Regions from separate parts of the Sus scrofa genome. Here all the other regions are linked to region 3. Evidence: chromatin contacts called from public Hi-C and promoter capture Hi-C data. All regions are on one chromosome and are shown on one strand. Each heading gives the region's core, a stretch centred on a gene start, on an enhancer-like site or on the middle of the called end of the contact. The rest is flanking DNA. Distances are from core to core; before and after follow the strand shown. Region 1 holds the start of BORCS6 (BLOC-1-related complex subunit 6). Region 2 holds the start of PER1 (period circadian protein homolog 1). Region 3 holds the start of PFN1 (profilin 1).

Region 1 (4,474 bases), core at 929-3,428, 1.4 Mb after region 3:
AAGTGTGCATCCTTGTCGGCATGGTGTGTGGTCAGGGACCACTTAAGCTCCCACAGTCTCTGGTACATGAGATGTGACCACTGGAGGTCAGGGTGGCCACAGTGGGGGCTGGGCCACCGTTCTCCTTTCTTGATCACATAATGGCAGTCATGTCTCCCAAACCCAGAGCTAAAGCCCCGGTTTCCCAGAGATAGTGCTCTAACTAGGGCAGAGAGTTAGGAGAACAAGGTAGCTGCAGAGAGCCAACTGAATAGAAGCAGAGCATCACCTCCTCCCACCAGAAGGGCCTTTAGAACTTCCCATATACACCTGCATAAGGTCTAGCGAGTGGTCGCGGGCCGGCTAAACGTTATCTGGAAAAGCTTCCAATGCATAGGCCTCCCCTCAGTGGGCAGGTTCCCACCAAGGCTCCTTGAAGAGTCCTTAAGATCCTGCTGATACCTGGCCTTGCCAGGCCGCTCCCGCCCTCCTGGTCACTTGCACAGGGCCTCCAAAACCTCCAGAGTGCGTCGGATATCCCGGACTTGGCGTGCCAGCCCCTGAACCGGCTGCAGAGCTCGCTCCAGCTCCTCACAGCGCGCCAGCAGGGTGTACATGCCCTTGATGCTCATGTCCACAGCTTCGCCTAAGGAGTCCACGGCATCACGGTAGGTCTGGATGCAGCCCACACTCAGAGCTGTCAGCTCCTGAACCGCACCACCTAACCCGCGAAGCAGACGGTCCACCCTGCCGCCCAGCTCCCGACTCAGCCGCTCCAGGTCCCGCAGCACGTCGGGATCGATGGGAGGGATGGCCGGAGTGGGTGTCGGAGCTGAACAGGGCCGCGCAGGGGCAGGGGGCGGGGGTTGAGGGGCGCCGCTCAGACGGATCTTCAGTTGCAGATTGTTGGCGACAAAGTGGGTGAGGTCGCCATGGCGGCTCACCGTGCCCTCGAGCTCCAGGGGGCTGGAGATGGTGGCGCGCCGCCCGCCGCCCGGGCCATACTCGGCACCCCCTGCGGACCCGGAGCCTCCGCACGCCCCGCTCAGCCCGTCCAGGCTGCGGCTGTCCTGAAGGCGGCTGGAGAACGAACGGCCAGTCCTGCCGGCTGCCGCCTCCTCCTCATCGTCTTCCTTCTCCTGCTCAACATCCATCCCGCCGCCTCCAGGGCTCCCCCGACGGCAGACCCTCTCAGATGCAGGCTTGTCCTCTGGCGGCTCAGGGTTCTTGAGCCGCAAGGACCCATGCGGATCATGCTCGGGACCCGGCGCCCCCAGGCAGCTCTCTGCCCCAGAAGGGGTCCCTCGCCGGCCCAGCTCATCCTCCCGAGGCTCCCGTTCCGGCCGGTGGACGAAGCTGCAGCCCGAAGGCTTTGGGGACGCCCTGGGGTGGCGGCTCGTGCCCTCAACGTTCTCGGCCTCTTCCTCTCCGGACAGCCGGAGGCCTGCGGGCGGCTCAGAGGGCGTTCGGCCCGGGCCGCCGCCGAAGATCGCGGCTTGCTGTTCTCCTAGAGCCAGAAGGTCCGCCTCGGGCCCAGGCCGCCCCCGAGGCGACTCCATACCGCAGTTGGGGGCAGGAACCGAGGAATTGGTTCGCCCCGGCTGGGAAGGCCTTGGCGGCTCCTTTAAGGGGCGTTGTAGAGGCGCGCCGATTGGCCACCGGCTGACAATGGTCAGGACGGAAACAACACTCTGATTGGGCGCGGCGACCAGGAAGTCCCAGAAGGAGCGCTGTTATTGAGCAATCGAACGCACGTGAGAGCCCGCGGGGTGGAGAGTAGGAGGTGACAGCTGCGCTCTTCGCCCAGCCCTTTCAAAAAGTTGAGGGGGCAGATCTTAAAGATGAAGATCCTGAAACGTTAGAGTCCACCGGGGGCGGGGCTCTGGCTTTTTCCGCCCACAGTTGCCAGGCCCACAATTGCCGCTTAACAAACACATCTGGTGAGGACAGGAATCAGGGTTCCTAAGAGAGGTTTTTGGGATGGAAGTAGTATATCCTGCTTGGACAGTCGGGATTGAACCGCGCCTAGTTGATCAGAAAGGATAAAACCAGAATTCTCAACAGAACATGAATGGTTCGTTCCATGGTTCTAGGAAATGAACTGCCCAGAGCGGCTCACAGTGGGCAGAGAAGCGGGCTTAAGCGCTTCTCTTCTCATTTGCCACTCTGTCTTCCCGCCCCTTCCAGGTTTGAGAGTTTCCTCTTGGAGGATGGTGTGTGATTTCACCACTAGGTAAAACATTCAATAAACGAATGAGCCTGAAGGTCAGAGTCCTGGTACCATTCTGATCTCATGTCTTCCCCTACTGCTCCTGCTGGAGCCACACTGGCCTCCTCACTCTTCCTGAGAAGACAGACATGCTGACGTCTCAGGGATTTAGACTTGCTCTTGCAACTACCCCCACCCCAACCACCCTTTTTTTGAGGCTAGGTCTATCAACCAAGAAAAATTTTCATCTTGGATATTCCTCCTTTCCTTCTCTCCTTCGGGTCCTTATTCGAATGCTATCTTTTCAGTGAGGCCTTCCTTACAGTGTTTAAAATTGCAACCACTTTCTCCAGCAATTCATCTTCCTTCCCTGCCTTTTCTTCCTAGCACTTATCACCATCTGGAATACAATATATTTGCTTACTTACTCATGTAAGTTCCAAGAGGGTAAGGCTTTTTGTCTCTTTTGTTCTCATTTGTAGCCCCAGTGCTTAGGACAGTGCCTAGCATATAGTAGGTGCTCAATAAATATTTATTAAGTAAATGACCCCAAGCCATTAATTTCTCCTTTTTGGCCTGAACTCATTCAAGATGTGTTTGCATCACTTCTCAGGCCAGGGAACCTACACCACAGCAGTGGCCTGACTCAGAGCAGTAACAGCACTCAATCCTTAACCTGCTGAACCACCAGGGAACACCTCTGGCCTCTTCTTATAAGGACACCTATCCCATCATGAGGTCCCCAATCTCATGACCTAAACCTAATTACCTCCAAAGTTCCCACCTCCAAATACCATCACATTGTGGGGTAAGGGTTCAACATGAATTTTAGAAAGCCCAAAACATTCAGTCTGTAACCAGGATCCAGAGTCATTCTTTTGGCCCCTCCCAGGGTATCTGAATCCCAGGGTTTGAGGACTCTTCCACCTCATCAGGCAGAGCCCATCTTCACTACAAAAGCTGGAATACCAAGCAGTCCCTTTCCCAGCTTCCCTGGCACATGGTTTAGGCTCCCACCACCGTCTACTGGACCACTTCTGCAGTGGAATGCTTCCTGGCTGTGTAAAACCCAAGCCTAGTTCTCCTAGAGATTCTGTGAATTACCCAGCATGCTGAAAATAAGGTCTATTTGTGCTTAAATGAACTTGAATTGTTTTCTGTTGCATGCAACCAGAAATCCTAGCTGATACACTCCCCCACTTTCCAGAAGGGAAGAAAGGACTAGCTTCCATTAGACCTCGCAGAAGAAGGATGCAACTTTCCCAAGAGCCCCAGTTAATCTCCCTCCACATCTCATTGGCCTAAACTGGTTCATATGCCCAGTTTAGTCACTTTGGCCAGGGTAATACCCTGTATGATTGACTTAGGACTGAGCATCTGGAAGCTATCACTCTGGCAAGGTGATAAGAGTTAACTGACTAGGTTAAAACAATTATGCTCCTCCTGGAGCTAGAGATGGAGGGTTAGTTCTCTCCAAACTCAAACAGCTGCAACACAGGGGGGGGGGGGGGAGTGGCTGTGGGGGAGTGACCACAGTGTCCACTACATTAAGGGTCAGCAAAATATGACCTGTGGGGCCAAATCCAGCTCTCCACCCCATTTTTTTTTTTTTTTTCTTTTTAGGGCCACACATGTGGCATATGGAAGTTCCCAGGCTAGGGGTCAAATCAGAGCTAAGCTGCAGGTCCATGCCACAGCCACAATTACTGCCATGCAGATCCAGCCATGTCTGTGACCTACACCACAGCTCACTGCAAAGCTGAATACTTAACCCACTGAGCAGGGCCGGGGCTGGAACCCACATCCTCATAGGGCCCACTAGTCAGGCTCCTTACCTCTGAGCCACAGCAGGAACTCCAGACCCATTTTTATATGGTCTGTGACCTCAGAATTTTTTCTAACCTTTTAAGAGTCCATCTTAGGCCTGTATGACACAATGGAGTGACAGTCTGATGGATGTTGATAACTAAGCAATCAGCTTGGGGGAGAATTTGGAGATGTGATCTATAAAGAGGGGATGAACAAATGACACAGGCTATTGACCTTAGGGGCCTCTATTCCAAAAGAAAGGGACAGAGTGCCACAAGTCAGCTCGGCTAGCATCTCATGGTCATTACACACACACTGGACACTGACAGTGATCCGCTAGATTGGCAAGTTTCCTGAGCTCAGAGGGGTTTTTCACTCCCCAGCCTCTAGAACAGCACCTGGACTGTAGAAAGCACTGAATAACTATTTTCAAATGAATAAATCTAACAAAAAATTATGATGAAACTACATTAGAAA
Region 2 (4,413 bases), core at 1,092-3,591, 1.4 Mb after region 3:
CCCAAGAGGGCGGCGGCCAGCGCACTTGGGAACATCATGTTCTTTTGGCTGGTAGCCCAGGACATGCACCCAGCCTGGGCGCCTCCCCCAACCCAACGACAGCCGTCCGGTCCCAAAGCCAGGGATTCCTGGAGAGAGGATTAGGAGGAAGGGGTGCTTCCCCCGCCCCCACTCCAGGCTCTCTTCTGGAGACTCGCATCCACCCTCCCTCGGCTGGTTCCTACAGCTCCTGGCATTGGCTTTCCCCCCTCCCAGACTGTACACATCTGCTGGCCCGGTCCCAAAGAGCCAGGGCGGGGAAGTTGGAGGCCCAGGTTCTGCAAGAGAACACGCACCTTTGCTCCTTCCCTGAGGCCCCCTTCAAAGCCTGAATGTCTTGTTACCATGGCAGCAGAGAGAGGGAGGAGGGACAGGGAGGAGAATGGGTCAAGGATGAGGAAATCGAACTGGGACAGAGCAAGTGGCCCAGCCTGGGGCCTGGATCTTGGGGGAGGGATAAAAGAGAGGAATGAGGGACTGGGGCTGGTGCTCCAGCCCAGAAGAACCAGGAAGAGGAGAACAGGGAGGGAGTCACTAAAAGTTGCAAAAAAGCTTAAGAATGTGAGCATTGTCAGTCCCTAACCACAGCATTCACAGAAATCTTTCACCCATTCCTGTTACTGTCACCATACAGCCATATTTTTTAGCTAAAAAAAATTTTTTTTAAATATGACCCAGGCATTTTGCTGAGTACTTTACATACATTAACTTATTTAATCTTCAGAACAAGCCTGTGAGATAGATATCATTATCCCCATTGCACAAAGACCGACTAAGGCTCAGAAGTTACTAAACTTGCCTAAGTTGCTTCATAATATGTTCTCTGACTCTTAACAAATGGGGCCCAGGATTCGAATCTGAACTCTGTTAATGGCTTGTCGTTCTGGCTTCTTACCCTTCAAGAACCTGTGAGGTGTTACCACCTCTGGGGGACCTGGGCCTCTCAAATACCCAGCCCATTCTGAGTTTGGTGCCTGAAACACAGATGCCATCCCCCCCGCCCCAACAGTCAGTCTGCACTCTCTACACACTTCAAATCGCATTGTCCCAGTTTTCATATTCTCACAAAGTCCTTGAGATCACCCTGGCAGCCACTAGCCCCAGTGATCTGCTAGGAACCCCACTTCCTGACTCCTCCACCTCATCACAGGTCACTTTACCACAGGCCTGGTTACTTGTACAGACAGATACCAGAGCACCCAGTTCCTGCCTCCTCCCCTCCAAGGACTCAGGAAGACACACGTGCATCCAATCTGCACAAATCCATCCTCCCTCTTGAGATCCAATAGTTCCTACCCCACGCTCACTCCCAAGGATGGCTCCGAGGCCCAACCCCTTCTTTTTACACATGAGAGAGACATCCAGAGCCACAGCCAAGATGTGACTGGCTCAGGGTCACATAAATCATCACACCACCCTTTTTCAAGTCACCTTGTCAATCCCTTGGTACCCACCCACCTGCCCTACCAGGGCCTCTCTCTAGCTTCACAACTCCTGCTTTTTTTTTTTTTTTCCTTTTTACTGCTGGCCGCAAATGAGGCATGAGTTCCCCGGCCAGAGGTTCAATCGGAGCTGCAGCTGGAGCAACCGGCACAGCCACGGGCAACAAGGAATCCGAGCTGCATCTGCGACCTACGCTGCAGCTGATGATCCTTAACCCACTGAGTGAGGCCAAGGGATAGAACCTGCATCCTCACAGAAACGGCGTCCTTAACCGAAGAAGCAACAACGACGAGAACTTCTCCCTCCACCGCCCTGGCCTCTTTCAAGTGCTTAAGGCACCTACCCGAGCAACAGTCACGCACTGGAACGTCCCCCACTGGTTCTAAAGGGTCCGGTACCTCCTGGGAGCAGAGGTCTCAGCTCCCTCAGGCTGCCGAACGCTTCCGAACCCCTCCCCGCGGCAGTCAGGGATCCAGGCACCTTGGAATAGCGAGGGATCTTAAATCAGTGATTCCTGCTCCCTTCTCTCTAGAACTGAGTTCGCGGCCCCTATTCCCTGCAACCACTAGAGCTCCCACCGCGGCGATCACATATCCACACATTCTCCTTCACGGTACTGCATTAACATTCCTCCTTACGCCACGCGGGAAAAACCTATACCAATCGCCGCCGCTCCCCGCTCCCCACCCCACCACGCCGGAGCACTCACCGCTCGGCTCTCACGCGCGGTACAGTTTCTTCCCAACTAGGATCTCGGAGACTTGGACTCGCTCCTTCAGCCTCGCCCGCCGACCAGGACGCCACGCCCCTCAAGCTTATTGGCCTAAGGGCGCCGACCCATGCCCCGCGCCGCGTGCGGGGCCCCCCCCGCCTCCGCCCAGCTACCATTGGCACCGCCCGCCGCCGTCACCTTCTCATTGGTCAGTTTGCCTACCAAGCGACAGATCCACGTGCGGGAGGGGCCGCCCTAGCGCGTTGATTGGAGGTCTGAGGAAAGACACGCCCCCACTCACATCCGAAATTCTTATTGGCTGTGACTCCACCCCCGGCCTGCCTAGATTGGTGACGCAAACGTCAGTCCAGCCCTCCCAATTTTCTCATAGGCTGAGACATTCCGGAGCTGTAGAGGACACGTGCAGGCGGTCTCACGCGGCAAGTTGTTTACCTAGAAGCTGGGGATTTTCCTTGACGACACTCTTACCCTAGACTGCCGAGTCTGCGCAGGCGCAGATGTGAGCGCCCGTAACTTTGTGGGGGGCGCTTTGAGAGCCGTCCCGTGCGTGACAAGAGCGCCCCCGCGCTGGGACTCTGGACCTGAAACTCCCAGTAGCTGGAAGGTGTGAGCATTAGGTGAAGCGGTCTTCAGGTCTCCGTACCGCGTGACGATGATGACAAAAAGATGATAGCCACCTCCCAGATTATTTTCTGTGGCCAGGCCACGCGCTTCTTATAAAGCCGGAAGAGGCGGCGGCTCACTTCCCACCGCCTCACTAATGATACTGAGATTCAGAGAGGTTACATAATCTGTCCGGAAGAACAAGCTAGTCTCTAATGGGATCATGATTTGAACCCAGATCTCCCACATAAAGAAGGCGGGTCCAAGAGCCTGCGGGAATCCTAAGCCTGTAAAGAACTCAGTAGATGAAGGGTAAAAAGGCTCTTAGTACCTGTCCTGAAAATAGTAAGCCCTCAACAAATGGTGAACATTATGATAATGACTGTATACCTAATTATAAGAATCACTTGGTCCCTTACAACTGCTGACTCAATCTCCGGGGAAGGGGCCTGAAAATCTATTTTAAAAAGCATTCCTGGTAGTTCTCATGAGCCGACAAGTTTAGGAAACATTATCGAGATTTCCTATGCGGAACCCTCATGTTGCCGCCCAGAAAAATGGGCCCTCCGGAGCTCACCTAGCACTCCCACCTACTGTTGAAGTGCCCGGGGTCAGAGATGCAAGGGTACCACATCGGCTGCATTTGTTGCTGGAGATTAAGAGTTCAGTGTGGGGGTCCAGAGTCACCAGTCTGACTGCACACAGGGCAGGGGTGGCAAGCCCTGCAGCCGACTCCACACCACACTCACCTCTGTCTCCCTGAGCCGTTTTGTTCAATTAGTATTTATTAACCCTTCTGGATGTTAGCACTGTTCTAGGCACAAAGGGGAAGAGATGTTTCCCAGTTGTCCACCTATTTCAGGTCTAGGAGTAAATGACCACAGGAGCAACTGCGTAACACCTGAGAGTTAAGTCAAGGAGTAGAAAGGGATCCAAGAAACAGCAAAATGCCCTCAGAAAAGGAATGGGGGGAAAGCTGAGAAGCCCAGACCGCAGGGTTCACCAGGCTGAGGCCCTGGGCTCATGAACACATTATCGATTCCTGGTGCCCCCTTGTGGCCACTTTTGGGATCACACTTTGCCCTGCCCAAGGTCAGGTTCCTTGGCAAAGCTCAGTCTCTTCCAGATGTATCTTCTCAACCTTCTTGTTTTACCTGCAGATCCAACACCCTTCCCACTGGTTAGGAAAAGATCTTAAACCACCACCTGGTTACTCATTACACATTTATTGTACATTTTCACAATCTGGATGCGCCACAGAATTGGGGGCATGGGGTGAGGGAAGGCGGGGCAGGGGACACTGGGATAATAAGGGGGTCTAGAACACAGCACCCCCACCCCCAGCATCTTTCCCTACCCTTTCACAACACAGCTTTGATCTCCCTGCTCCCCCTCCACACAGAAACCTTTGAGTGTGGGGGGAAGAGTTTAGGCGGTCCCTTCCAGTGGCAGGTTAAGGGACTGCACCCTCAGACCCCCAAAATTGTGCCATTAAAAAAGACGTTACATCCTTCCTTATCATTTCACCTAAGGAGGAGACAGCTCTCTCTGGGCTCCACCACCCTGGAGAGGGGAAAGAATCACCACCTTCCGGC
Region 3 (4,424 bases), core at 347-2,846:
GCGCCTCGGCTCGTCGCCCCTGATTCGGAGGTCCTTCCCGCAGGCGCCGGAGCGGCCAGCGCCTGGTGACTCACCCCCGGCCCTTTCCCGAGCTCTCCTCCCCACCCCGCCTGCCCTGCGGGGTCGGTCTCCCAGCCCCCACCCCAGGATCCCTACTCCCGTCTTCCATCTCACCCCCCCCTTATCTCTGGCCGCTCCCTCTCGGGAGATTTCCACCCTGGGGTAGGGGGTGCGGCAGGCCAGAGGTCAGGAGACGGCGGGCGGGGAGCGCCGCCACGTGCCCGCGTGCGGCCCCGCCCGGGCCGGCCAGTGACTCAGCCACGGCGGCTGTCGAGGAACCAGGCTCGGGGGGCGGCGGGTGCCTTTAGGGTTCGCAGCGGCCTCGGGAGCACCGCACCCCTCTGGGGGGGACGGGGAAGGTACGAAGCCCCTTCACGCCCGGGAGGCGCCCCTCCCCCGAGGGACCGGAAGCGGCCAAGCCCCTCAGCGGACCCGGCGGCCAGCCGGGGCTGGTTCACCTAAGCCGGGTCCTAACCCCACCCGCTTCCCAGCGGGCGGCGAACGAACTCTTCGCACACAATTTCTTAGCATAAGTTTTACTGAAAAAAGAAGAGGAAAAAGGCCCAGGGGGCCAGGGTAGAAGGGACTTTCCTCTTCTTGAAAAAGTTGCATGTTGAAACCCTAGTATTCTTCCGCCTTGAAAAATAGGCCCGCCCGCCGCGCCCCGCGGGCGCCGAGGCTCAGTGACCTCTGCAGAGACAGGGTAAGGGGGACGGACGGCGACCCAAACTGCTGACCGGGGCACAGTCATGGAGTGAGGCCTAAGGCTGGAGCTGATCCAGCGCGAGGGATAATCCCCGTGGAGTCGGGTGGGCTCCAGCGAGTGCAACTTATGCCGCCGTGCAGATGCTGAGGACAGAAGTGTCCCCGGTGGGCGCCTTCAACTTGGAAAATGGTCGGGGTATTTTGTCAAATTTCCCTTTACTGCCTTTATTTCTTGAATAAATAAAATCAAGAGTGCAGAAGCGGTAACGTGCGCGCCTCACCCCCGCCCCTTCCGCCCAGCAGCAGACACGTCCCCGGCCCGCCTTCCTTCGCTGGGGGTCCAATTCGGCCCGGCCCGGCGCGCCCCGGCGCGCGCCCGCGAAGCCGGCGGCCGGCCCTAACCGCCCCACGCGCTCTCGCTCTCTGCCCCGGCGCAGGCGCGGGCGCACGCGCTGCCGCCGCCTGCCGTTCCTCCCCCCGCAACCCCACAGCAGAGGTGGGGGAAGGGGGAGTCGTTCCGTTTAACCCTGAGTTCCCCGAACCCTCTTAATCTGCTAAATTTGCAGCTCGCTAGTTCTTTCTCCGTTCACTTTCCTTCCTCCCTCTGGCTCACTCTCTTTCCCTACACCAAAGTCTAATATTCTATGCAAATTGGCGCGAGCCCCAACTCTAACCCCCCCGCCTCCCATCCTTTCAGCGTCGGTTCCCATCGAACTCGGCAAATTTTGCAATAGGGGGAGGGATTTTTTAAATTGCATTTGCAAAGTTCGGTATCTGGGCAGGCGAGAAGGAGGAGGGAGGGGATGAGGAGTAGGCCCCGCCCCCACCGCCCTTTGCAAATAAAAATCTAGGGGGGTGGGGAGGAGCAGGAAGTGGCGGTGCGAGGGCTGCTGCACAGCTAGCAGAGCCGCGGTCCGGACGGCAGCGCGTGCCCCAAGCTCTCTGCCTTCCCCCGCCCGCCAGTCCGAGGCAGCCCGAGCCCAACCCGCGGCCCCAGCAGTAGCCCCGAGAGCAGCCCCAGTAGCAGCGCCATGGCCGGGTGGAACGCCTACATCGACAACCTCATGGCGGACGGGACCTGTCAGGACGCGGCCATCGTGGGCTATAAGGACTCGCCCTCCGTCTGGGCCGCCGTCCCCGGGAAAACCTTCGTCAACATCACGGTACTGCGAGGCCTGCGGGGTCTGGGGAACTGGCCGGGCTTGGACCCTGAGGGAGGGACTTGGGTGGGGGCGGGCACGCTCTGGAGAGCGCAGCGAAAAGCCGTGGTCGCTCCTGGCCCTGGAAGTGGCGCGAATGGTGGCTGCACGTGAGCCGGTCCGTCCCGGGGCCCCCCGAGTCGTACGTCCCGGGCGGCGGCGCCCGGCCAGCCCGCCGGCCCCGCTCTCCGAGACGGGGCGTTACATCCGGGGCACAGGGCGGGGAGGGGCGCGCCGCCCGGTGCGGCGGCCCACTTCCGTCTCCTCCAGGGCGGGGCGGGCACACGCTGCAGTTTCAACCCGGGATTGTGATTGAGAAGGGACTCGGGGACCCCTGGACCCTGAGCTCCACTTCCGCCCGCCTGCTCGCGCCCCCTCCACCATTGTTCCTCCTTATGCGGTGGGAGCCCGGCTCGCGTGGCCAAGGTCCCATGCCCGTCCTCTGCGCTCCCTGCCCCTCCCAGCTCCGTTAGAGAGGGCTAGGCCGCCTCACGCCCTCCGCCCCCCCGCAGTCGGCACGTTAGACTCAACATTCCTGTGAGACCGATCCCGGAAGTCCCCTCGCCCTCCCTTCCCGCCATCCGGCGGGGCCTGGAGCAGGGGAACTTTGTGAGAAGTTCTAGGACTGAATTATCAGTGAAGGAGTAAGGGATGACTTCTGCTGTCCCCTCACCACCTCCCCAGTCCACACTGCCCGGAAGTGGGGAGGGGGAGCGGAAGTTCGAAAGGGGGGGAAGGGGATTTCCGGGCGGGAGGGGACCGGATGTGGGGATTTGGGGTGTAAGGGGGAGGGGAGAGAGTTTCCCTGGGGTATCAAGACCCGAGAGCTGGCTTGCTGGGTCTAGCCCCAGGCCCCCTCCAAAAGTTTTTCAACTTTCCCGGAATGCCCCCAGACATCTTGCTTCCTCCTCTTAGAGCACAGATACCTGGACCTGAACTCAAGGTTACTTAGAGACCCAGGCGTCCGGGCCCCTAACAACTCCTGTAGAACCTTTGACCAAATAAGGGCAAAGTTGCTTCTCCTGCTTCGCCCGCCCCCTCCCTTCCCCTCTTCGCTTCTGCTTTTCCTGAAGGAGACTTCTGAGCATCCAAAGGCTCTCCAGTCCATTCCACTCCACTCTCCTCACTCCTTTTTGGCCCCCTTTATTTCCTGGGTTTGCTTTCCCAAGAAATGACATCTAAGTCTCCAGGGGAATATGTCGTCCCTTTCTGTTACCATTCTCCTAAGTTTGAGGATCATGATCTTTTTGTGCACGAACTTCCGACAGTCCTGAGTTGCTCAAATTTCACTGGTGTGTACAAAGCACATAACATACACCCCTCCCAGGGGGGTTAGCTTCCTGAAGAAATGGAAGGCAGGTGGGTCCTTGGAGAAGGTGGGAACCTTGGGGTACTGACTAACTTGATGGTGCTTGGTTCCCCTTCCAGCCAGCTGAGGTTGGTGTCCTGGTTGGCAAAGACCGGTCAAGTTTTTTCGTGAATGGGCTAACGCTTGGGGGCCAGAAATGCTCTGTGATCCGGGACTCACTGCTGCAGGACGGGGAATTTACCATGGATCTTCGTACCAAGAGCACTGGCGGAGCCCCCACCTTCAATATCACTGTCACCATGACTGCCAAGAGTGAGTTTCTGAGTTTTTTGCCCTTTCCCTAATGGACCTCCTTCTGCTAATCTTTCGGGTTTTCTTTGTGGATTCCCCAGTATGAAGGGATCAGGCCTGGGACGCTGGATTGTCCCTCTAGTTCTGTCTCAGTTCCTCATCTTAGAAAGAAGTTGAACTGTATTACCTCTTAAGTTCCTTCTTGCCTTGAGTCTTTTTAGCTGGGAAACTCTCTGGTTTTCTTGGAGGAGGTAGGCTGTTAGTTCTAAGTCGGCACTTGAGCTCTTGTCTTTGGGGCTCTTTGTTAAAACTTGGAGGTGGCAGGCTCATCCACAGCCATTTCTAGCCTGAACACATGAGTCAACTGTCTGCGAGCCTTTGACCCCTAAATTTTACTGTGTTCCTTTCCAGCCTTTAAGCTTGATTTTCCCCTTTTGAAAAGCCCTATTGTTTCAGGGTGACTGACAGCCTGCCTGTGTGTGGGGGGTTGGGAAAGATGAGGTTGGGTTACAGCCCCCAGGGCTGGACAGCTGCTGAACAGCTGGCGGGAGTGGGATTGTGACACCTGGGTCCTAGCCTCCTTTCTCTTTCCTCCAGCGCTAGTCCTGCTGATGGGCAAAGAAGGTGTCCACGGTGGTATGATCAACAAGAAATGTTATGAAATGGCTTCCCACCTGCGGCGTTCCCAGTACTGACCTCGTCTGTCCCTCCCCTTCACTCCCCACTGCTTTTGCACCCCTCTCCTTCCCACACACACACATCCACCATTTTTATTTTTTGGGCCATTACCCCACACCCCTTATTGCTGCCAAAACCACGTGGATTGGGGGCCAGGGCTGGATGGACAGACACCTCCCCCA

Evidence for each region. Promoter capture Hi-C pulls out the DNA fragments that hold promoters and counts their contacts. Hi-C and Micro-C count contacts between places; a contact is called where the count stands out from the background.
Region 1: a contact with region 3 is called in a Hi-C map of omental adipose tissue, with 1.5 times the contacts expected there. The contact joins the promoter of BORCS6 here to the promoter of PFN1 in region 3. A contact is called at or near these places in 2 of 47 Hi-C or Micro-C datasets (embryonic fibroblasts and omental adipose tissue).
Region 2: a promoter capture Hi-C map of liver shows a contact between it and region 3, with 10 times the contacts expected there. The contact joins the promoter of PER1 here to the promoter of PFN1 in region 3. A contact is called at or near these places in 2 of 5 promoter capture datasets (fetal liver and liver) and 2 of 47 Hi-C or Micro-C datasets (liver and skeletal muscle).

The regions. Positions count from the first base shown.
Region 1 is chr12:53,404,574-53,409,047 of Sscrofa11.1, forward strand. It overlaps BORCS6 (BLOC-1-related complex subunit 6), which reads right to left and starts at 2,179. Exons shown (of 3, transcript XM_021067862.1): 1 at 1-2,179. The coding sequence starts at 1,538. The coding sequence ends at 474.
Region 2 is chr12:53,374,382-53,378,794 of Sscrofa11.1, forward strand. PER1 (period circadian protein homolog 1) reads right to left here and starts at 2,342. Exons shown (of 24, transcript XM_005657042.3): 1 at 2,192-2,342; 2 at 1,826-1,962. VAMP2 (vesicle-associated membrane protein 2) reads right to left here. Exons shown (of 5, transcript XM_003358281.5): 5 at 4,026-4,413.
Region 3 is chr12:51,961,046-51,965,469 of Sscrofa11.1, forward strand. PFN1 (profilin 1) reads left to right here and starts at 1,597. Exons shown (of 3, transcript NM_001244416.1): 1 at 1,597-1,928; 2 at 3,393-3,585; 3 at 4,162-4,424. The coding sequence starts at 1,797. The coding sequence ends at 4,259.